Regions from separate parts of the Mus musculus genome. Here all the other regions are linked to region 4. A link is a contact called in public promoter capture Hi-C data. All regions are on one chromosome and are shown on one strand. Each heading gives the region's core, a stretch centred on a gene start, on an enhancer-like site or on the middle of the called end of the contact. The rest is flanking DNA. Distances are from core to core; before and after follow the strand shown. Region 1 overlaps Nrxn3 (neurexin III). Region 2 overlaps Nrxn3 (neurexin III). Region 3 overlaps Nrxn3 (neurexin III). Region 4 holds the start of Adck1 (aarF domain containing kinase 1). Region 5 overlaps Nrxn3 (neurexin III). Region 6 holds the start of Sptlc2 (serine palmitoyltransferase, long chain base subunit 2). Region 7 holds the start of Snw1 (SNW domain containing 1).

Region 1 (3,297 bases), core at 44-2,543, 750 kb after region 4:
TTCCTATAGAATTTCTTGGAACTGTAGGCTTTCCCCCTGGCTTGCCCCTAAAACTGATCACTTGAGAAGAGCTTTTTCCTAGTGTGAAAGAGTTTTGAAAGCATCTAAGCATTGCCTCAGGTAGTGCTTGGACAATCAAAATCTTTTAGTGATCAGCGTGAAGGGATTTAGACTGTCAGGTTGCATTCTAAAGTGGTAGCATAGAGCTGTTGAAACTACCACAAAACTACCAGTTTTGTCACTACTATCCATTTGTGATAATCTCTGTGCCTTGGTTTCTTTGTCTGCAAAATGGGTCTAATAATGACTATCTTATGGAGTCATGATGATGTTCTGCTGTGATACAAAATGTGAGAGGACAGATATTATAAAACACTATGTACATGCCAATAATGAAGTTTCCAGCAACTCTGGGCATGATGGTGGTGGGCGATTGGTTCTCTCCATGAGGTATAAACAGAACTCTGGGCATCCTGGTAAACTCACTGAGAAATCAGGGATTTGCCATGGCCTCAACTGTGACCTACAGATAGAAGAAAACTGGAAAGGAAAAAAAAATATAGACCAGTGAGTTCAGCATCAGTAATTAAGTCAAGTAAAATGGGCTGTGGGATGCATGACAAACATTAGACCCTGGGTATGCATTTCAGCAGATCCTATTGCGTCAACATCCAGAACACCATCTACTCACCTATAACTCTCTTCTATGTAGTTCTTTTCTGTTTCTTGCTTGATTGCTTTCATTTGTCTAAAGCAATCTTGGCATCCTGTGCTAAGCCTGCTGACCCCAAAAGGACACTCTGAAAGCCTGATTTTCTGACTGGTGTGATGTTGCTGCTGGTTTTGGCTGATGCCCAGGATAAGATATGTAGTGGCTATCCATTCACTGAGTGGACCCTCCTCAGCCCCATCTTTGCATAAAGAGCTGGGCAGATTGACGGAGGGAGCAGAGCTAGGTTGGATCTTTTCTGGTCTTTCTCTTTTTCTTCCAGTTTTCCATGTGGCGTCAGCAGCTGAGTAAGGGAAAGCTAAGAGGTTTAAATGTGCTTTTGCTCCACGGGTCAGATTAATAACCCAAAGCCTTTCACACTGGCAGATCAGGGTGAGGCAGTCCAGCCAGAAAGTACTAGGTTATGGGGGCAGTGGCTGGAAAGCCAGATCGTACCAGAGGTGACAGCTGACAACAAATGATGAAGTGGCAAACCCGGTCTGCTGCCTCCCAGCCCCCACCCTCCTGCCTTCTGCCTCTGTCCTCTCATTCTGAGATGGCTGCACCGTGCTCCAGCCTCTGGCGGCTGCTGCCCTCTGCTGGGAAGAAAGCTTCACTTGGTGCGAACATGTGGAGCGCTGTACATCCTAGGAAACCAACCTTAGGGCACAAAGCCATGCACTGCTGAAAATATAGGAATCATTCAAGGGGAGAAGGCAGAGGTTCCACAAGCCCCTTGTATCAAAGTGGTCGCAACTTGTCACAGATCTTTGGAATGTAGCTGTTATGGATTCATTGCTTGGATCCTTCAATTTTCTGTCTGAGTGGAATGTCCCTGGGGAATGTGATTTGGTCTTCTTCCTTAACTGGCTTGGGCATTGTATCTTGCGACCCTCCATTGAGGACCCTTAAACATCACTGTTGGTTTTGTTAAATGAGTCACTTAGGCATAACCTTTTCTTGAGAGAAACTGACAGAGGGAAATGGAATCTTGAGGAGGCAGTAGGGTGGTGGGGTTGGACAGTCTTATGGTTCAGAGGACCCTGCAGAGAGTGGGTTTCTCAGTGGTCAAGGGGGGAGCAGGACAAGGGCCAGATGAAGGAAGCAGGACTAACAGTGTAGGTAATGAACTACCTTACTAGTTCACAGCTTTCCCAAGAGTTGTTTATGCAAATTAGATCGTGCTCAGCTGACCTCAGGAGGGTCCCTGTCTTCAGCATGACAGCAAGGTGACCTTGGTCATTGCTGTTTCTTCATACTAGCATATAGCACAGCCAGACAGGATCTATGACCTCAGTGACCACACAGCAATTCTACTTGAGGGATTTATTTTCATTCCGTTGGTTTCTGCCAAGTCTGTGTTAGAGCAAATGGGGCTCTCCCAGCCAGCAAGTGTCTCCTCGTGATGTGTGTAAACAGTACTGGTCAGGAAATAGGTTTCCTGTTCTTAATGGGCTTGTTCAACCTCGTATTGAGTGGGGCACAAATAGCTTTATTATGAATAATAGTAATGGTAGCAAGCATCGTTGCTATTCATAGTAGGAACATTATGTTGTCAGTTCTGACTGGTCTTTCTTCTGTTAGCTTTATTAGCTTGGAGGCCCTTTGGCTCAGGAATGAGTATAGAATAATACTAGGACCAGTAGTTAGGGAAGGTGTTCCAGGTTATCTTTGTATAACCTGCAGAATACCCATTCCGAGCCTCTCTCCACTCTTACAGTATTTTCCTCCTGCATCCCTCCCACAATTCTCTCAAGGCTTACTCTCCTGCATCCCTTCCATCATCCTCTCAAGGTTCCTCCTCCTGTGTCCCTCCCACCATCCTCAAGGTTCCTTTTGTATCCCTTTCTTCTGGGTTTTAAACTATCCTCCTATCTTATAAGAAAGAAGGACTAACATTTTGTTCTTTTTATTTTAATTAAGCCCGAAAGCCATAGACAAGGTTCTGAGGTGAAATTCTGGTGTGAGGTGGAGACTGTAGAGAGAGTAAGGGAAGCTGGATCATGCATAGAAGTGGGGCTTGTAGTTTTATTTCTAGGACCTTTATGTCACCTAAACTTCAACATGGTGATACCTGATCACTGATGAGATGGCTTGGGATATGGAGGGGTGATTGGGTAACAAGGGTAGATAACTCAGGATTATGAAAAGGCTTAGCTTGTTCCTTCTCCTTTATGAGATCCCAGCAACCAGGTAGCGTCTGTAAACCATGAAGTCTGTCCAAAGATGATACTGAATCTGCTGGCATGCTAAGACTGTGTTAAGGCTGAGGAACAGAAGGGAGTGTTTCTAACTATGCTAGTCATTTTTCGAGATACTGTGAGACTAAGAGGAACTTACACTTGGAATGATTACATTTACAATTAAAAAAAAAAACGTTTCTCAGCAATGCAGCACTCTTTCTGGGTTTGTGGAGCTTACTTAGGTGAGCCTCACAGCGAAAGACTTTCATTCTGTAACTGAACCCCAAAGCCTAGTTTTACATGGACCCAGAACCACTTGAGGCAGTTTTGGTACATGGAAAGGATGAATTTACTCTGGTGATTAGGGGCATGGGCACCGCCATTCTGGAGTTCAGCAAGAGAAAC
Region 2 (3,171 bases), core at 420-2,919, 790 kb after region 4:
GGACACGCAAAATTTATATGCCCCAGTGCAGGGGAACGCCAGGGCCAAAAAGGGGGAGTGGGTGGGTAGGGGAGTGGGGGTGGGTGGGTATGGGGGACTTTTGGTATAGCATTGGAAATGTAAATGAGCTAAATACCTAATAAAAAATGGAAAAAAAATAAAAATAAAGGAGAAACGACACCCTCAAAAAAAAAAAAAAAAAGAAAGTATAGAACAGGCACATTGCCATTTTTTTTATTATTGTAATTGGTTAATTAAGAGTCCAAAAGGGGTGACTATAATAGAAAAGGCATGACATAGGTAAGGTACTAATGAGCTTTGTTGTGTTAGAAAATCAATGTGTGGTGCCCTGACAATTATCTCACAGTTATCAGGATTCTTGGAAAGCCTTGGTCTACAAGCAAAATTGCTTATGAGATATGGTAAACGTGAAGCAAAGACTCTGTGGAAAGTGGGATTAAAATTGGGGATGAAAACTTAGAAAGATCCATCTATAGCTCTCCTTATCTCAGTTGCATGAGAGAAAAGGAGAAACACAGAAGAAAGAAGGGAGATTTCGAGTTAGGGAGTTATATTTGGGGAAGTGATGAGTTTGGTTAAATTCTTTAGTCTTCCTATGCTTCATGTTTTTACTATGTTAGGTTAAGACAATTACAAGGTGAAAGTCCATGTAACTATCATTTAGGATTAGTTTTTAGACTTGTGCCAATGTTTATAGTTTAGAAATTTTGAAGAAAAAAATTAAAAGATTGGTCCATCAGCCTCCTATGTTGGTTGCTGTCCACTTTGAGTCAAAAATTACTGTTTTAAAAATTTATTAATTATTTTATTTACTTATATCTCAAATGTTGTCCCTCCTAGCCCCACTCATAGAGTTCTTCCCCATCCTCCTTCCAGTTTGCCTTTGAGAAGATCCTCACCTCAGGCATACCCCCACCCTGGAACATCACATCTCTAAAGAATTAATTAGGCACATCCTCTCCCACTGAGGCCAAACAAGGCAGTCAGCCCTCTAGTACATATGTATAAGGAGCCTCGGACCAAAAATGACTTTTCAAGTCTGCTTGAGAGCCCACCACTCCAGGCTCTGAGCTGGTTCTTCCCTGAAGGTTTAGTTCTCGGTAATGTGACTATCTGGCTCAGTTTTCTGTTAAAATTTGCGATGTCAGGATATCTCAGTGATTTCTTAAACTAAGAAAGCATCTGGTGATTCTTTAAAAGGAATATTTTATAGAAGAGGGCATGTCGATTGTGCAAAAGCCTGATAATACCTTTAGTAAAATGAGATGGTTTTCTCCTGTACGTTCGTCAGAGATCCAGTGCCCATCTGAGAATGGCATCGGGGTGAGTGGAAGAAGTAGAGGAAGGAGAGAAGGATGTTGAGTAAAAGGAGGGAAACTGGATGATCTCAGAACCCACACCTAGTGAGCTCCTGGAGAGTCCGAGCTGAGAGGCACTGCAAAGGAGAATCTGCTGCCTGAGTATAGATGGTGCCTGCGAAATGGCTGATTTATCAGGTGCAGGCAGAGTGTGACAAACCTGTTCTGTGCTGTTCTTTTTTTCCCCCTCTCCTCTGCCACATCCCTTAGCCCTTCTCACTCCACCCCTGACACCCCAACCTCTTGCAGCACTTGCTCCCCTTCTCCCTGACCCTCCCCCCTCCTCTTTACTGGCAGGTTCACCAAGAAACAACTGGGTTTCCATGGCAACGTGGAGACAGCTGAAAAATGGCAGCTAAATGCAGCTGCCCCTCATTTAATATCGACTCTGGCACTGACAGAACAGATAATGGGCAATAACACACCATTATGTTGTGGGAAAATGAAATGCTTCAGCAGCAGGCTGTCATGCTGGGGGATTTATTTGTTACTGTACCAGCACCAGTTTCCCTCCACATCCCTTCCTTTCTTTTTATCCCTTCATGCCCTAGGCAGTTTCTCTCTTCCCCCTTTCACCCCCATTGCTCATTTCTATTTCCTCTCATCTTGCATATTTCCCACCATACTTTCTCCATTTCTCTGAATCAGTCATGGCTTTGCCTGGACACATGCACATAGAATAAGAGCAATTATTTGCATAATGACTTACAAGTCACAAAGCACATTCAAACACACTTTCCCTCAATCTGGGTGGCGAGACAACTCCCCCAGACAAGTAGGGCTTGCATGCTGCTAAGTATTCTGTGGGTCTAAAAGGGAGGCTTAGAAATGTTGACCAGTTTGTCCAAATTTACATAAGTAACTGTCAGGACCTTCATTCCCAAGTCAGATTTTCTGCCCTACACACAGGATTCTTTCAACTACACGGAGAATTTCCAGCTGCCAATTTCTGCTCACCTCATCAGAATCAAGTTTCATTAATAATAGTTATTATTAATCTCTATCATAAAAAACTTTCAAGCTGCCAGTCTTCATAAGGTCTATAGTTCTTTTCTTACATGTCTAGGCTCTTATAGATTCTCCCAATAAAGTGGCATTAAGTTGTTGATAAGGGTAGACTGCTTTTAATATTTTAAGTCCAAATGCACATATCTACCCAGTGCCACCCATTGTATCAGGAATTCATGGCATACAAAAGGGTCATAGCATAGTCTGACTTAAAAATTGGACCATTTTGGTGGCTGAGAATATTACTTTCAAAAAGTCTATTGAACATCAAGGCAAAGGGTGTAGAACATCTTTGGGCTGAACAAGGAGAGTCTTTTCTCTATTGCTGTTGATTAACTGTTCTGTTGTAGATCTATGTGGCTGGATCTTCGTAAAACCCACACCCCTTCCTAAGTTATTACATCATGCACTTTCTAGACTCTATAGATCTGAAATCAAGTTCCTTGTAGAAAAATGCAAATGGAGTGTGACTAGGTAATTCCAACAATGTTTTCATTTCTTCTTGTGGTTGGTGAAAGTCAAAACCAAAACCAAGGTTTCATATGGACACCCATAGGCAGTATAGTATGAATAATACATATAGAGGGGTTTAACCATGGAAATGACTTATGTTGGTAAAGAGAGTAATGTTTGTATTGTACACTAAAGGGTTTTGACCTAGAGTCTGTGTAACTCTTGAAAACACACACAACATTTTACATGAACAAGGCAGTACACAGTACAGTGGTTCAACCCACCTGGTTTGAACTCACTAATGCAGGTTTTCACCCTACTAATTTCCAGG
Region 3 (3,177 bases), core at 412-2,911, 630 kb after region 4:
CTGGTGGCACCCTCACACAGGGTGGCTCTTCTCTCCTCCATTAAACTTTTATGGAAACACCCCAGAAGACATACTCAGAGGACGGTGCTTCTAATCCAGTTGATCGTGAAGGATAGCCATCACACTGTGTCTGTGGTTCTGGTCCCAAAGCCTGCTGCTTATGCTTAGGCCCTTGCCGATTGGTGCAGGATCATATGTGTGGAGCTGCTTTGCAAATGGTGTGAATGGGAGACAGGGATACACGATACTTGTTGGCTCATAACCTCATTTTAGTTCTCCTTACTCATTGGTGGCTAGTGACCACCACAGGAGGCTTGACAGTGTATGGAGCTGAGCATCTCTATGTACATTTACTAGTCACTCTTGTCAACCTCTTCCTCCTACACTTTCTGATACAGTCATTATGAGATGCACTATCACGGAAACAAACAAAACCTCACTATGAATTCTGCTCTCTCCAGATTTATAAATAAATTCTCACTTGACCTATTCCTTCTTCTATGGAACTTTACTTTTATCTTCATATCGGGTTAATGAGTTGGGGTGTGGGGCCTGGGGAAATAGGCTTAAGTAAGGTCAAAGTCACATGTGAATGTTAAGAGAGGATTGGAAAATAGTGTTCATTTGAGCACCCACTAGGTGCTCACATTGTTCTCTGGGTATTGGCTGCTTTTTCTGTAGTCTTCTTGACAATGTCACAAAAAAGCATAGCTCCCCAGTTTTACTGGTGCAGAGACTGTTAAACCCTTAGGGGTTAACTAAGAATCAAGATCACATAGCTGGGAGACTCCAGACTCACTGTCTTTTTTTTTTTTTTTTTTTTTTGAAATAGCACACGGTTATTTCTCCAAATTGTCTTTCACATAGCCTGCACATGTTAGATAGATCTTGTACTAGTCACCAAAAGGATGAAATAATTGACATAACACTTGGAGAACAAGCCCAGGACCTGACACAAAGCCACAGCTCCACAGACAAATAGCATTATTTTTAGATTTAATAGCTTATAAGGGAGGTGGTCCTTATAATATGTTGGAATGTGAAAAGAGAGAATCTTGGCTAACTGTAGCTGGCTTATTAGGGGTAGTGCAGGGTAAATGTCACTATGGCTAACTTGCCCCAGACTACCTGGTGAAGACGTAGCAGCTGCTTCCATTAGTGTTTGTGTTTGCTTCGACCTAAATGCGGCTTTCCTCTTCTAGTCTTGGCCTTATTTCGAGGTGATTTTTATGTCATGGCCTGTATACAGTTTTCTGAGCATACCCTTTAGTCAGCATCAGAGAATTTAGCTTGAGAGCTTTAAATTGGAGAGTAGCATTGTGTGTCATGGAAGGATGATGCTGAGTTGGATATAGTGGTGCATGTCCAAACATACTCACCTAAACCAAACCGCTTCCCCCTCAAAAAGCCTTGAGTTCTCTGTCCATGGTGCCGTACCCAAAACTCCCTGAGGTAAGAAACCTGGGCCCTCTCATCTCCTAAACCTATCTTTCCTGAGTAGAGAGACCACAGTTCTGTGGAAACAAGTCTGGGCTGGAAGCTAGGAGATTTAGTGACAGTTCCAATCACTTGCTCTGTGGCCCCAGGCAAACTAGCCAACCTCTCTGTTTCAATGTTCCCACTGGTAAAATTGAGTTGCTAACATTCTGTCATTCCCGGCTCGGAGTGCTGCTGATTTTTCTGTGAGTAAGTGAGACAACAGATGTTAAAGTGGGATATGAATGCTCTGTATGATTATGTTGCTATTATTGCCTCTCAGCCTTTTAATCATACATTTTGACTGTATCGCTTTAATTCACGGAGGCACCCTAAGGCCTAATAACATATAATGCAGTGAGCAGAAAAATCAAACAAACAGATAAATGCACTGGGGGAAAGAAGAGATAACTTTACTATGGATTTCAAGCTTGTGAATATATGGCTGGATAGCTTAGAGTATGTCTCTAAGAAGAAAGATAATAACCAGCGAAGAGTCACCATGTCTGGATGGATAGACAGTGAAGAAGACCACCTTGAAAACTCATTCCTGCTCTGCTTTTGAAAGGATTCTTTGCCCTCCATGAAATGGCTGCAACCATTTTCTTTTGTTTATTGTACTTGCTACCATCCAGGCTATAGGGGATAGAATCCCTAGGTTGTGTATTCTCCTTACAAAACATGGAATCACAATAAACTAAATCCTTACCTCTGAAAGACTCACTTTCTCCATCAAGAAAATGGGCTTCATAGCAGCAATAACTGAAGGTGATGAAGATCACATTTTAAAAGGAGTTTGGGTAGGTGGTAGCTGTCACGATTCTCCCCTGGTATGCTTTGGTACAGGTATTCTATTAAAAGGTCTTTAATTGTCTACTTTTTTTTTTGCCTTTTGTGCATTGTTTTAACTTTTCCAGATGTATTTTTCTCTGATTCTTTTTGTTAAAATTTTATCTTTCAACTCAGAGATCAAACACTGCCATTTCTGACTAATTTAACCATAAGTGGTAGTTTTTCCTACCTAGACTTCCTTTACTATGAACATTTTACCCCAAGAAGGGACTTGTGATTACCTAAGTACATCACTGCTTTCCTCAATGGATGATAAGATCCTGGAAGATGAGATCAGATCTAGCATAGTGCCTGGATTGCAGTAATTGTCCAGAACCTACTTAAATGCACATGTAAGGGCAATGTATGCATTACCTGTCCTCTTAACCTTTGGCAGTAGAGTATGGCTAGAGGAGGTGAGCAGCTACCCATGGCTATTGATATATTGACTGAGAACATTGGGCTTGTATAGTCAAATGGGAGCTTGAATGAGGGTTCCAATTTGGAATAAGGACATGGGAACTGTTAAAGACACATTTCATCATGGTCATTCTTGGTCTAGCCTTGGTCTTGGAGATGTTATGAAAACACAACATTGGCTTTGAAAGGTTTCTTTTTATTTCCAAGCCCAGAGCTAGTGAGCAGTCATGAATCAAGAAATTGTGTAATATGTAATCCTACCAGAAGGTGGCACACTACACTAGTTCCACGGTCTGTTGGCTTTGCTCCTGGGGATTCCCCAAATAAATGTGGGTATTTTGACAGGTAGCATTCCGTGGTGTCTTGCCTATTCTAAAGCCACTGCCTCCTTATTCTGTCTCCATCCCTATGGCACTCTGCTTCCCCATGAGGTATAAAGATGAAAGTGAT
Region 4 (2,817 bases), core at 258-2,757:
CTCCAAAATATGGAGAATACAAATACAAGCACTGTATTTTAAAAAGCAAACACAAAAGATCATGTAAATCCAAAAGTGTTAATTGTTTCAAGTTTCCATTTTGGATCATTTAGAATCTAGACAAGTTGGTTCCCAGCTTATCCATCACTTGTCTGTAGTAAGGAAAATGATTCTAAAAAGTCAACATGGTTTTCAGTATTTAAAAAATAGGTAAAAAGTATGTAAAAGCCTCGAGAGACCAATAATATCCAATAGCTTCAAAAGATAAACTAAAGACCCTTAGATGTAATCAACTTTACCAACATCTGTCCGTGTCTGTTTAATATTTACAGGGAAAATATACTCACTATAATTTTTTATAGAATGGCAAGTAGGAAGTTGATGTAGGAGATGTAGAAGGGCAAAGAGAACTCAGAAAGTCTTTCTATTATGTAACTTTTGCTTTAGAATCATCAAAAAGCAACTACTTCCCCTCATACTCCTTTAAGTTTTGCACTGCATAGGAAATTTCATTCTCAACTCCATTCATGTTAACGCCTGTTGGGTCACTGGAGTCTTCGTTCCTGTCAGATTCGTGGGTCCCATTAGTATCATTAGTTTCAGAATTTCTATTGTCAGTGAATGGGGTCCCAACCACCTTATCAGGATTAGATGTTTTGTTGGACAGCTCATAGTCTGCTTTGCTCTTTTGTCCTCCAAGAAGTCCAATACCTTCTACATTTTTTTTATTGTTGTTGTTCAAAACCTTTTCCACCAAATCTAATTGATACTTCATCGTCATAATTTTCAGCCACCCCCTTGCTTCCTCCTCATTCAGTGGCTCTGTCTTACCTATTTCACACATCTGGTCAACCACAAAATTCCCCTCATCGAGTTCTAGACTGTTAAAAGCCAGGGACTTTAACAGATGCAGTAGAGTTTGTGCCCACTACTAATAGTAATGCCACTGTGCATTGCAACAGCAAATAATCCATAGCTGTCATTAGTCGGCTTGGTGCTCCATTCTTCTAGTGACAGCTTAAGAGGTATCAACAAAGGAGTGTTGGTCTTGGAAAGTCCACCACCATAACAATCAAACTCCAGTAGCAGCAAAGCATTTCAGATGAATAGTGATAATAGGCATTTTGTCAAACCAGAGACTTCGCTTTGCTTCCGTATAATAATGGCAATTTTCACAGAAATATTTAACCTCTCCTACAATTCTCTCCACTGAAACAAGGTTTCATTTCATTTCTCTCAAGGTCTTCGTTTCAACAGGAATAGCTGACTCACTCATTAGAATTCTAATTAGAATCTAATGCCTACTTAAAATCTACAGATCCAGAATTACATCATCCATTAAACATGGATCTATACTTTGACTCCTTAAATTATTCTCAGTATGATTCTTTGTCGGTATCTTAGCAGACAAGGAAAGGTTTTCCTCTGGCTCAGGGACCACAGCTGTGGCCTCTAGTCTAAGGAACAGAAAAGAACTACAAATCCCGGCAGGCCTCGCGGCACCGGCTTCTGTAGGCGCTCTGGTGGCGAAAGCACTGTTTCCTGGAATTTGGGTTCCGGGCTGCGCGGCGCAGCTTCCCTACCCTCTGGTGAGTAGCACCCGCGCACAGAGTCCTGGCCAATCCCGCTGCCAGATTGTGCGGGACGTGGAGAGCGGTGGGTCCGGTGCAGATGTGCTCCGCGACGTTTGAGCTCAGGCTCTGCCGCCCAGACGAAGCTGGGAGGAAACTCGAGCCTGTGACCCTGTCACCCTAGCTGGCGAAACCACGTGGTTCAGGTGACTCGCAGTGCCCCGCCCCCTTGGCTGTGACTCTCTCGCTCGGTGTCCTAGAGGTCCTTAGTGTGGACTGGCCACTTGGGTGGCCCAACCTTGCGTGCCCTGGAGTAGGCAGAGGTGAAGAGGGGCTACGAGTGGCTCCGCCGGCAGCCTTCAGACATCGGTGACCTTGTGGGCTCCCACGCAGAGGTAGCTGGGGCGATGAGCGTGGAGTGGTGAAGAGCAGGGGCCTCCCCAGAAGTCAGGTCACCTAGGCTTGCTACAGGCTCCAGTCTCCTTAACTCCCCAGTACCTTGGAGACTTCCAGTGCTTCCAGCAGATGTGCGGAGAGAAGACTTTCATAGTACAGCTGTCCCAGACTTCGTTGACATTTACTTGCCACGAAAGTGAGAAGCTTAGCGCTTAGTAGGCGCTCAAGATATAGTTGCGGAGTTGCTAGGAATTGGATTTTGTCCTGTGACAATTTTTCTTTAAGCGTCTTCTTGTCACTGTGGTTCACAGGCTGTGTGTATGTAGTGTGCAGCAGAGTGATGTGGAGGGCTTGTTACTACACAGAATTCAGCCCACTTCCTCTTTAAACTTCTGATTTTAGTGTGATATTTGAACTCTGGGATCGGCATGTCCAACATGAACCCAGGAGATGCCATGTCGCTACCCCGGGGACTATAAGTTTGAATGCTATTTTATAAGAAAAAGTCCATATCGATTTGTCACACTGGGTTATGGTGTGTGTGTGTGGGGGTGGGGGGTGGGGTGGGGGGTGGTTGTGTCCCTGTGGCTAGCTTCGATATTGTAGTTGTAGCACTCATGGCACCTGCTTTACACACTGCAACCCAACCCCATTACTTTATGTACATATATCCATGTAGTTTTGCCACCTGGGTCCTTTTTATCCTGGATTATATTCTCTCTTATTTTACTGTGGTATTTGGCTGATACTCAACGGGCCTTATGGTGTGAGATTTTAACTTCTGAGAGAATTTATCACACTTTATTTCTTTCCAAACATACCCCCTCAGTCCCCTCCTTGCCAGAGACTG
Region 5 (3,284 bases), core at 337-2,836, 930 kb after region 4:
CATAATTATCTGCAATAATTTCCTGTCCTGAGACTGTCGTCTTAGGTCGTAATTTATATTTTTTCTGGTTATGACAGTGCTTGTTGGCACTTACATCTTGCTTTATTTTATTATTTAACTTTCTTTATGATTAGGGATCAAAACCAAGGGTTTTGGGTGAATAAGCATTCTATCACTAGTCTACATCTCTGTCCCTATCCCACACACTTTAATTACACATCTTTAAATAGACATGTAAATATCTTATTGGATGAGACTATGAATGAGATGAAAATAACTGTGCTGTGGCCTCTGTTGTCTTCCGTTCATGTATGAGTAGACTTAGGAGACAGTGGTTAAGACTGAGGTGACGTACTCACTGTGGCTGATTGTCACAATGAGAGAGGTGTGTCCCTTTAGGTGCCCACTGTTGACAAGATTGGAGTGTGTTCATCACTAACTATAATGAAATGCCTGAATATATATATATATATATATATATATATGTGTGTGTGTGTGTGTGTGTGTGTGTGTGTATATATATATACATATATATATATATATATATATATATATCCTGATATATACGTATCCTTTACATTCTAGTTCTAGAGATTAAAAGGCATGATGGTGGTACCTGCTCTGACTCAGTTCTGGTGAGAATGTTATGGCAAATGCCAGATGAAAAAAATGAGGACATGTGTAAGAACAAGCTATCCCATCTTACCAGGAATGGACAGGATTTGAGGATCCAGAATTGCTTCTTTTGTTGCCCAGTCTTGGGAATTATTGAGGTCACAGAAGTACAGTGGTTTGTCCATGAATATCCTCTGTGTTATGATCTATGGCTAGGGCCTCACTTCCTCATACTTCTCCTGCTCACAGCACTCCCCTGAATGCCCTCAAGGTGCGTGTTGTGGAGGATCTGAAGCTCAGTCAGACTTTTAGGGAATTTTATGTTGAGCTTTGTACCTGTCATTTGTAGTTATCAATTAGAACTGCCAAGGGGAGAGTACAGGAGCTTCTGAGGATACCCAGATATCCCGTTCACCCAGAGTGGAGAGTTCTTGGGTAGGATCTCTCTCACCTCCTCAGCAAGGAAGTTAAGATGGAAGTAAGAAGAGGAACTAAGTCTTCAACTCAATCCCCCTTTCAAGCCTAAGCATTAGAAAACGCAAGGCCTGTTGGGGTAGCAAGAGGTAATGTAAATGCATAGCTTAGAAGCCAGTACAGCCTTGTAAGCCTTGATTCTTCATGCTTTCTTTTTTGTTTAAACTGTTTTATTAGGGTGCAACTGGCTTGAAAAGGTCTCATATGTATGGAATGCATGTGCATGATGAGTTGAGTTTGAAGTAAATATTTTTCTGTGAAAACAGCACCGCACCTTTGCTATAAACTGATCTGTCACATCTGTAAATTCTTATCTTACTATTGAGTATTCTTTGTGTGTGTGAGTGTCAGAATAACAAATACTGTGCCTCCTACACTCTTAGCCAAGTTTCAAGGGTATACTATAGTATTGTTAACTGTTCATCTCTAGATGGTACTAGCTTTACACATTTAAAGGTTTATGCCTTTCAATTCAGCACTGTTTTCTGAAAACCAGTTCAGATGGGAATGCATCCAATTATCCACAGAAATTCTTTCTGGTCTGAGGAAAGTTGACCACCTTGTAGCCTACTGCCTTGTCTAGCAGTGAACTTATAGGAATTTTTTTTTATGATGTAGGTTGTTTCAAATAGAGAAATCTATTTTATTTCAGTTTCTTGCACTCCGAAGCTATGCAGTTTACCCCACTGTGGTGCAGCTTTGTTTCAACAAATCATATTATCACTGTAGCTAATTGTTTCCTCATGTTGTTTCCTGTGAGGTTTCTCTCTCTCCTAGCTGGCTTCCCACAGGAACTGACAGCATCTGGCGATGGTTTACTTCCAAGTCTTCATCCAGAATGTCACAGAAGAGTCTGAAACCATAACAGTTTTGGAGAAAGCAAGACACCACAGGGAAGCTCCCATAACCCATTAGCCTCCTCCAGAACAGGGTTCTGTGGAAAAAAAGCATGTGGCAGGTACACGAGCTAGTAAATGGTCTCGTGCCAGATTTTGGCAGTGTCACTATTTGCCCCAAAGAGCTTACATTAGGCTCTAAATAACAATAATGAGGAAATCCAATTAAGAAGTATTTCAGAGACATGGAAGGTAATTACTGTAAATAGGAGCAAATCAGCTGGATCACCTGTACACATGTATAACTAGCTTGTTTTGCCTAAACATTAGTTAAGCAACATTAAATTTAAAGAGAGCTTCTATTAGCTCCCACTAGCTTATGATATAGAGTGATTATCATAACTTTGACCAGATTTTCTGTCTGGTGTAAAAGAAACTGTGGCCAGGATGTGGCTACCCACTTGATCACAAATCCCTCATGCCCTCCAAGAATTATGTTCATAATGAAAACCCATCCTTGGCTGCCTGATACTTCCCTTACTCTATTTTGTAGGTAATGAATGTTTATAGGCAAATGAAAGTTTAAGTTTCTCTTCATAAAAATTCATCACAGCTAACTACCTTCAAATAGACTCCAAGAATAAGAGTGTTCCCCTTTCTCTTACAAGTCCTTAATTTTCTATTTCTTGCCAATAAACAGCTTAGTTAAACTCCAAGCAGTACCATTAACCAACTCATTGTTTAAACTCTAATATCCCTTTTATTATCAGTCACAACCACTTCTTTATTTGAACTGAACTTTATTTAGTTTATCGCTCTCATTATTGGCCAACAGAGCAGGGTAAATCGTGTGTTGTCTGATTTATGAAGCACAGTGATTTTAAGACCTTAAGCATTCATCAAATGTATGTGTTATGTACCTTAGCTTCCTTGCTTAGCTGGTGTGGTTACCTTTCACATACAGCTTCTCACAGTCCCTGTTTACCCTTTCAGAGAATGGATTAGATGGCCATTTGTCTGTTCTGTTCATAGCACTTATTGCTCAAGGACAAGATAGTTTTCTCATATTTCACAATTTCTAGCGTTAAGATGATATAAGATTTTTTTTTGTCCCAAAAATGATTTGGGAAAAATAGTGTCAAGTGTTTGGATTCTAGTGTTTAACCAGCATTCCATGGTCTGATTTCATAATCTCATGATCTCCCTGAATGGACTATCTGTCTTGTATGGAGTCAATATCTGTCTATCTGACTAGTTCCAAATTCTATCTGGCTAGCCCACAATTTCCAATGAACCTCAGTCTAACATGGTCAAGTGTGTCACTGGAAATTTTAATTAGTTATTTATCCCTCAAATCCA
Region 6 (2,978 bases), core at 16-2,515, 970 kb before region 4:
ATACAAGGACTCATGACAACTTACCACTGGATTAAGCAACGCCCTCCACGATAGCTCTATTGCGCCGTGAAGGGGCCACCTAAAATCCTATCTGGATGGTGGGATGGGGGTCTCACCAATCGCACAACGGGACAATTTTCAAGACAAGACCCCCGAGGAGGTTCCCTGCCAAGGTTTTCCCCATAAAGGAAGTCCAGAACGTGATAGGAAGAGGCTGTCCGGTTGTGCTTCCACAACTGCACTGCCTAACTTTCTCAGAGCGTCAGCTTCCTTTTGGGGCTGCAAGACTCTACAGGAAGCATGTACTCGAGGGGACCCGGGCAGGAACCCGAGAAAGTATCGCCGGACTTCGAGGGAAAGATTTCCTCTGCTTCCCACTAGGAGCGGCCTGCACTTTTTTTTTTTTTTTTTTGCGTGATCCACATGGTTAAGAACCAGAGACTTGCAGAGGAAGCCCAGCCTCCAGGGCCCTTCAGAACAGCAAATGCTGAGGAGCCGGGCAGACCTCAGGAGTCCCGCGTGGCTGAGGAGCCCCGGGAGGCTGGAGAGCCAGGCAGAACTAGGGGACACCGCACACCTAAGAAACCAGGTAAACCTTGGGACCCCCGCAGGGCAGAGAACCACAGCTCATCGCTGCGGAGCCGGGTAGTACTGGGAAGGCTCGAATAACTGGAGAAGCGGGCAGAACCGAGGAGCCCCTCACGGTGAGGGAGCCCCACATAGTTGTAGAGTCCCGCGCTGCCCTTGAGTCTCCCTCCCGCTCAGGGGGGAGGCCCAGCCAGCGCCGGCTCCCCGTCGCTCAGCACACCTGAGCCGCGCCCAGCCGCCAGCCGGCCACTGACCGGCCCGCGCGGCTGCCCGTCCTCCCCGGCCCGGCCCGGCCCAGCCCGGGCATCGGCTCGCGGGGGTCCCGGCCCACCGCCCCGATCTCGCCCAGCCTCTCGATCCCATCGTACCTGGCCGGCAGCCGCGACGGTGGCGGTGCTGCTCCTCAAGTACCCGTTCCTCACTTCCCCGTTCTTGACGCAGCCGTTCGCCCGCATCGGGCGGCGGCAGCAGCAGCCTCCGGGCTCCGGCCGCATCCTCCCGGCAGCACCCGGCAGCAGGACAGGCTCTGGAGGTGGCGGCGGAGCCAACTCCCGCTCCGCACCGCACCCACCTCTCCGAAACCGGAAATGGCTGCAGCGCCGCTGCCAATTCCCGGTCCGGCCGTCACGCGAGGGCGGGGCCACCCGAGAAGACGGGGCTCGCCGAAGCCCGGCAGCCGGAGGGAACATGGGGCGGGGTCTATCGGCTATTGACCAATCCAAAGGCGAGAGGGGCGGATCTCATGCTGATTCTGGCGAATTAAGAGCAAGGGAAAAGCGGCTTGCAGACATCAAGGGGACTTCTTCAGAGGAACTCGAGAACTGAGCAATTGATTGGAGCCCTAGCCAGGTCGTAGGTGGAGCTTTGCCGCCTACTGGTCCAGGTTGAGAAGGAGGCGGAGCCCGGAAAGGAACAGCCAATTAGAGTGTGGAGAAAGAAACAGGGGCTGAGCCTATTTCCAGAGCCTGTTCCCGGTTCTCTAGCACTGGTGGTGGTTGCCCTCTGTGCCCTTCCTCCCGAGAGGTTCTCAGGTTGAATCCGAGCCCAAGACAGGCAGCTCCTTTATTTCATTAGCAAATTCCTCTGTGGGTGTTAATAGAATAGCCTTTTTGACAGTCTCTCACTGTTCTTCATTGTGAACTACGCGAACGCCTCGCGCGCACATCACTTGTTTCTATCCGGGTTTTCCTAGGGCAATTTCCTTTGAAGACTTTCCTTGAAAGTCAGGAGACTTGATCTGTTTCCAGATCTTGTGATAACTGAAACTGAAACTTGAGGAATTAACTCCTTTAGGAGCCAAGTTCTTTTAAAATTCTTCCTGCTTCATGGACTCATTTGCCAGAATTACATTAGTAAAGCGCTGGACACCTATCACAATACCTAATCCAAATCAGTAGCAAAAGAAATTGATCTACATTTCAGCATTACAAAGACCTTTAGTTACCCATAAAAAAAAAAATCAATGTCATAATTAAGAGTATGACTCAGTCTAGGTTTGAATCCTGGCTGCCTCACCTACTAGCTGAGTGACCTCTATGTTCCTCTGCTCAGGGGGATAATAACAGTTGCCATAAGAGAATCTAATGAGTTAATGCCTGTAATGTATTTTGCTTAGGACCTGGCAATTAGTAAGTATTCATTAAGTGCTGGTTATTATTAATTGCCGAATGCATCTGTGTGAATCCCTGTGTCACACAACCCCTTCTCCCCTGGAGCTTTAGAACTGCGTTGGCAAGGTTATTTGTTTTGCTTGATTTAGAAGAGGTACTCTTAACAGCAAGTGGAGCAAGGACAAAACTTTCAAGTCACAAACCCTTTGATCTCAAAAGTGAACACGAGAATCAAAAAGAACTCTATGGGGCCTGGAGAGATGGCTCAGCAGTGAAGTACTGGACACTGCTTGTCCAGAGTACCTGGATTTGGTTCTAGCACCCACATGGTGGCTCACAGCTATCTATAACTCCAGTGCCAGAGGAATCAAAGCCTTATTCTGATTTCCCAGGGCACCAGACACAAACTTGGTGCACATACATACATGCAGACAAGACACTCACAGACATAAATTAAAATCTCCTTTTTAAAAGTTTTTTTTTTAAAAAAAAAAAAAAGCTCTGTATGCCTTTAAGCTAAGCATAGTAATGCATTGATACAGTCTCAGCACTCCTGAGGTAGAGGCAGGAGTGTAGATGTTCAAGATAATCTTTGTATATATAACCTGTCCAAGCTAGCCTGGGATATAGGAGTCCCTGTCTTAAACATGATGGGGTGGGGATAAGTAACTCAATCAGTGAAATACTACCAGGAAAACAAGAGGAGTTAAGTCCAGATTTTGAGCATCTAGTTAAAATCCCCATGCTTAGGACACAGAGATGAAAGGGTTCCTAGAGTTC
Region 7 (2,868 bases), core at 42-2,541, 890 kb before region 4:
CATTAGTGGTTTGGATCTTCCTGCATCTCTTAGCAAGAAAAACAATCCTTTCCAGACATGTCCATAAGCCAATCTGTTCTAGGCAATTTTTTCACCTGATATCTTTTGACCAGGTGTTAAGCAGACAGTTAAAGCTAACCAGGTCAGTGTTATTCTGTTTTTGTTTTTAAATCCTGGCCTTAAACTACCTATACAGACCTGATTGGCCTTGGAACTCTGAGATCCTCCCGCCTGCACTATTTTCATCCGTGTACCCACTTGTCCATCTTCCCGGTTTAAAAAAAATTTTTTTTTCATTCTACATATACTACCTCTAGGGCAAAGCAGGACAACAAACCTTAATTCATATAACCAAAATATTCTTAGGATTCATATTGTTATGAGCCAGGAAAAAATATGAGAAGTGGGTTTAACAGGTACAATCCAAGGCCCTAAAGTGAATACCTTCTTTAAAATCAGACTTTTCCAGCTGAGTTTGCATGGAAAGTTTTTCCACTTACAGCAGTTGGGAGTTACATAACTTTTTGGAAGTCTCCCACTTAGCATTTTCTTTTCCTTAAAGGTTGGAAACACTTTACATACAGTAACCAGGGCAACCAGGAACAGCAAAAGCCGGAGGTGGTTCTATGTACAAAAGAAATTCTAAGATCCAAAGTTAAAAGGTGGAGCGGCGCGCATTTAGTCAACAGCAGCCCCTACTGCTGTCAATTAAAAAAAAACTTGGTCGGTTCTCGGACGTTCCCAACTCTTTGTTTTTTTGTTTTGTTTTTTTTTTTTTTTTTGCAAAAATCTTTGTTTCGGGAGAGAGAGAGTAGCAGGAGAAAATGAGAAGCACAAAACATACAAGCGGCTGGAAAGCCTCCCACGAGACGGGCGAGCTTTGCTTAGCGGGGTTAAATAAGCCGCGGCTTCGCAGTGCAACCATCTCAGCCCGCAGTCCACAAGGCGCTCGTCAATCTACCGCGCCGCTTACGCGAAGCACATGTGAGGTCCTCGCGGCGAGGCCATGTCAGGGCTCTCGGAACAGGGGGGGGCGAACTCAACCCGGGAAGCCCCGAAGGAAAGACCCCGGCTTCGGCGCGGCCTAGTCGCGGAGGAAGCCCGAGAGAGGTTCCAGCCACGGTTTTGACTAAGTTACTTCTGCGCCTCAGGCCAGGTCACAGCCCGAACAGTACGGGCAGAAAGGAAAAGATGTGTACTCCAGACCCTTCCGTATCGAGGACCCAAATCAACAACCCACCTGGTGAGCGCCATCTTCTTCCGCTTCTTCCTGCGCAGGCCACAACGTCGCCGGGCGAGTCTTGCCCGGGAACGAGGAACACAATGGAAAAATGCTCACTGCGCAGGCGCTCTGACCGAACGGCCCTCTGGGCCTTGTAGTTCTTTGAGAGAGACTTGTGACAGCCAGTCTGTTGAAAGTGCGTTAGCAACAACTACCTTAGCATACGAAATTCCTTACTTCTGTAGATTTTACAGGCTACAGGGTCTCTGTTTAACATGTCAGTAGTGATAATACAAAATATGATATAAAGCCTTATTTTGGGACGCTAATACTATTATCCAACTCTGCTTTAAGGCCGCTACACATAGTACTGCTTAAGAGTTTTGAATAGGATGCAAAGTCTGGCTGATCCCCCACTATAAGCCACCCTCCGTGCATATAGTTAATCGTTGTGTTAACAGTCATCTACTTTAAATTTTGCTTCACGAATGAATTATTTAAAAAACAGTGTGGGGTGTGGCAAATAAAGAAGATGCTAGAAATTAAGATCAATGAGCGTAGATTTAGTTCAGCTGATAATTTGGAGCTGAAGTAGGACTGAGACAGGTAAGAAAGACAATTATTTCTTTCTGAGATAGGGTTTTTCTGTGTAGTCCTGGCTGCCTTGGAACTTTTCCTATAGACCAAGCTGGTCATGATCTGACATCAGCTTGACACTGCCTCCTAAGTGTTAGGATCAAAGGTCTTTGCCACTGAATGCAGCTCAAGAAAGACAGTTCTTAGTCCAGCAGTTGAGGCACATGCCTTTAATCCCAGAGGTAGATCACTGTGAGTTCAAAGCCAGTCTGGTCTACAGAGCTAGTTCTAGGATGGCCAAGACTACACAAAGAAACCCTGTCTCAAAAGACTAAAACCAAACTGTCTTAGTGTACCCATTACTGTGAAAAGATGCCATGACTGAGGCAACTTTTATAAAGGAAAATATCACTTGTAGCTGGCTTAAATTTTCAGGGGTTCAGTTCATTATCATTATAGCAGCATCCAGGCAGACATAGTGCTGGAGAAGGAGCTGAGAGTTCAGCAAGCCAATTTGAAGGCAGTAAGGAGAGACTGCTTGTCTCACTCTGGGCAGAGCTTGAGTAGATATAGATCTCTTCAAAGTCCTACATCCACAGTGGCAAACCTCCTCCAACAATGCCATACCTCCTGAGAGTACCACACCTTGCACTAAGCATAAGTAAATCACCACGCCAAACAAACAAAAGGACTCTTCTTGCCACACACTGGTTTTCTATGGTAATGAGAGACTAAAGAGGCTACTGAGGGCAATGTTAAAATAATGAATGTGGGAAATCAGAAAGGCATAGCCCAAAACCTAGGATGTAGGATTGAAAGAAAGGGATGGATATGTATTCTGACAGTCAATTCTCATTTTCCACAGAGACATATCGTTTGGGGTGCTTGTACCCTGATGATCCCTAATCATCCCATGGTTATATAGAGAACAGCAATTTTACTACAACACAATTAAGAGAGTAGATCTGGCTGGGCAGTGGTGGTGCACACCTTTAATCCCAGCACTTGGGAGGCAGAGACAGGTGGATTTCTGAGTTTGAGGCTAGCCTGGTCTACAGAGTGAGTTCCAG

Evidence for each region. Promoter capture Hi-C pulls out the DNA fragments that hold promoters and counts their contacts.
Region 1: a contact with region 4 is called in a promoter capture Hi-C map of hippocampal neurons, with 12 times the contacts expected there. The contact joins the enhancer-like site here to the promoter of Adck1 in region 4. A contact is called at or near these places in 11 of 39 promoter capture datasets (the 3T3-L1 cell line, the C10 cell line, the HPC-7 cell line and 7 more), 4 of 484 Hi-C or Micro-C datasets (the G1E-ER4 cell line, the N1E-115 cell line, embryonic stem cells and 1 more) and 3 of 115 datasets of contacts at active chromatin or transcription factors (embryonic basal ganglia, embryonic stem cells and kidney).
Region 2: a contact with region 4 is called in a promoter capture Hi-C map of hippocampal neurons, with 8 times the contacts expected there. The contact joins the enhancer-like site here to the promoter of Adck1 in region 4. A contact is called at or near these places in 4 of 39 promoter capture datasets (the C10 cell line, cranial neural crest, hippocampal neurons and 1 more) and 1 of 115 datasets of contacts at active chromatin or transcription factors (embryonic basal ganglia).
Region 3: a contact with region 4 is called in a promoter capture Hi-C map of hippocampal neurons, with 6 times the contacts expected there. The contact joins the enhancer-like site here to the promoter of Adck1 in region 4. A contact is called at or near these places in 13 of 39 promoter capture datasets (the 3T3-L1 cell line, the C10 cell line, the HPC-7 cell line and 7 more), 4 of 484 Hi-C or Micro-C datasets (the G1E-ER4 cell line, the HPC-7 cell line and cerebellar granule neurons) and 1 of 9 other capture datasets (embryonic tail).
Region 5: a contact with region 4 is called in a promoter capture Hi-C map of cranial neural crest. The contact joins the enhancer-like site here to the promoter of Adck1 in region 4. A contact is called at or near these places in 5 of 39 promoter capture datasets (the 3T3-L1 cell line, cranial neural crest, hippocampal neurons and 2 more).
Region 6: a contact with region 4 is called in a promoter capture Hi-C map of pre-B cells. The contact joins the promoter of Sptlc2 here to the promoter of Adck1 in region 4. A contact is called at or near these places in 6 of 39 promoter capture datasets (the 3T3-L1 cell line, the C10 cell line, cranial neural crest and 3 more) and 4 of 115 datasets of contacts at active chromatin or transcription factors (astrocytes, embryonic stem cells, large pre-B cells and 1 more).
Region 7: a promoter capture Hi-C map of pre-B cells shows a contact between it and region 4. The contact joins the promoter of Snw1 here to the promoter of Adck1 in region 4. A contact is called at or near these places in 14 of 39 promoter capture datasets (the 3T3-L1 cell line, the C10 cell line, the SN4741 cell line and 9 more), 3 of 484 Hi-C or Micro-C datasets (LSK cells, the N1E-115 cell line and bone marrow-derived macrophages), 6 of 115 datasets of contacts at active chromatin or transcription factors (the SCID.adh cell line, astrocytes, large pre-B cells and 3 more) and 3 of 9 other capture datasets (adipose tissue, embryonic stem cells and liver).

Annotation. Positions count from the first base shown.
Region 1 is chr12:89,105,313-89,108,609 of GRCm38.p6, forward strand. All of the region lies in intron 3 of Nrxn3 (neurexin III), which reads left to right. Among named protein-coding and RNA genes, the nearest start is that of Gm40537, 130 kb to the left of the region's middle. Within about 2 kb of position 1,294, at least 31 of the 459 cell types and tissues checked have an H3K27ac peak or open chromatin away from gene starts, as enhancers often do. A contact at or near this core is called in the N1E-115 cell line and hippocampal neurons, where this site is marked.
Region 2 is chr12:89,147,517-89,150,687 of GRCm38.p6, forward strand. The region is part of intron 3 of Nrxn3 (neurexin III); the gene reads left to right. Among named protein-coding and RNA genes, the nearest start is that of Gm40537, 180 kb to the left of the region's middle. Within about 2 kb of position 1,670, at least 39 of the 459 cell types and tissues checked have an H3K27ac peak or open chromatin away from gene starts, as enhancers often do. A contact at or near this core is called in embryonic basal ganglia and hippocampal neurons, where this site is marked.
Region 3 is chr12:88,989,325-88,992,501 of GRCm38.p6, forward strand. The region is part of intron 3 of Nrxn3 (neurexin III); the gene reads left to right. Among named protein-coding and RNA genes, the nearest start is that of Gm40537, 18 kb to the left of the region's middle. Within about 2 kb of position 1,662, at least 2 of the 459 cell types and tissues checked have an H3K27ac peak or open chromatin away from gene starts, as enhancers often do. A contact at or near this core is called in hippocampal neurons, where this site is marked.
Region 4 is chr12:88,359,007-88,361,823 of GRCm38.p6, forward strand. It overlaps Adck1 (aarF domain containing kinase 1), which reads left to right and starts at 1,508. Exons shown (of 11, transcript NM_001277297.1): 1 at 1,508-1,589. It also overlaps the pseudogene Gm5655.
Region 5 is chr12:89,285,360-89,288,643 of GRCm38.p6, forward strand. The region is part of intron 7 of Nrxn3 (neurexin III); the gene reads left to right. Among named protein-coding and RNA genes, the nearest start is that of Gm40537, 310 kb to the left of the region's middle. Within about 2 kb of position 1,587, at least 6 of the 459 cell types and tissues checked have an H3K27ac peak or open chromatin away from gene starts, as enhancers often do.
Region 6 is chr12:87,387,090-87,390,067 of GRCm38.p6, forward strand. Sptlc2 (serine palmitoyltransferase, long chain base subunit 2) reads right to left here and starts at 1,266. Exons shown (of 12, transcript NM_011479.4): 1 at 957-1,266. The coding sequence starts at 1,082. It overlaps Gm33444 (a long non-coding RNA gene), which reads left to right. Exons shown (of 3, transcript XR_381803.4): 1 at 1-589.
Region 7 is chr12:87,471,008-87,473,875 of GRCm38.p6, forward strand. Snw1 (SNW domain containing 1) reads right to left here and starts at 1,292. Exons shown (of 14, transcript NM_025507.2): 1 at 1,241-1,292. The coding sequence starts at 1,254.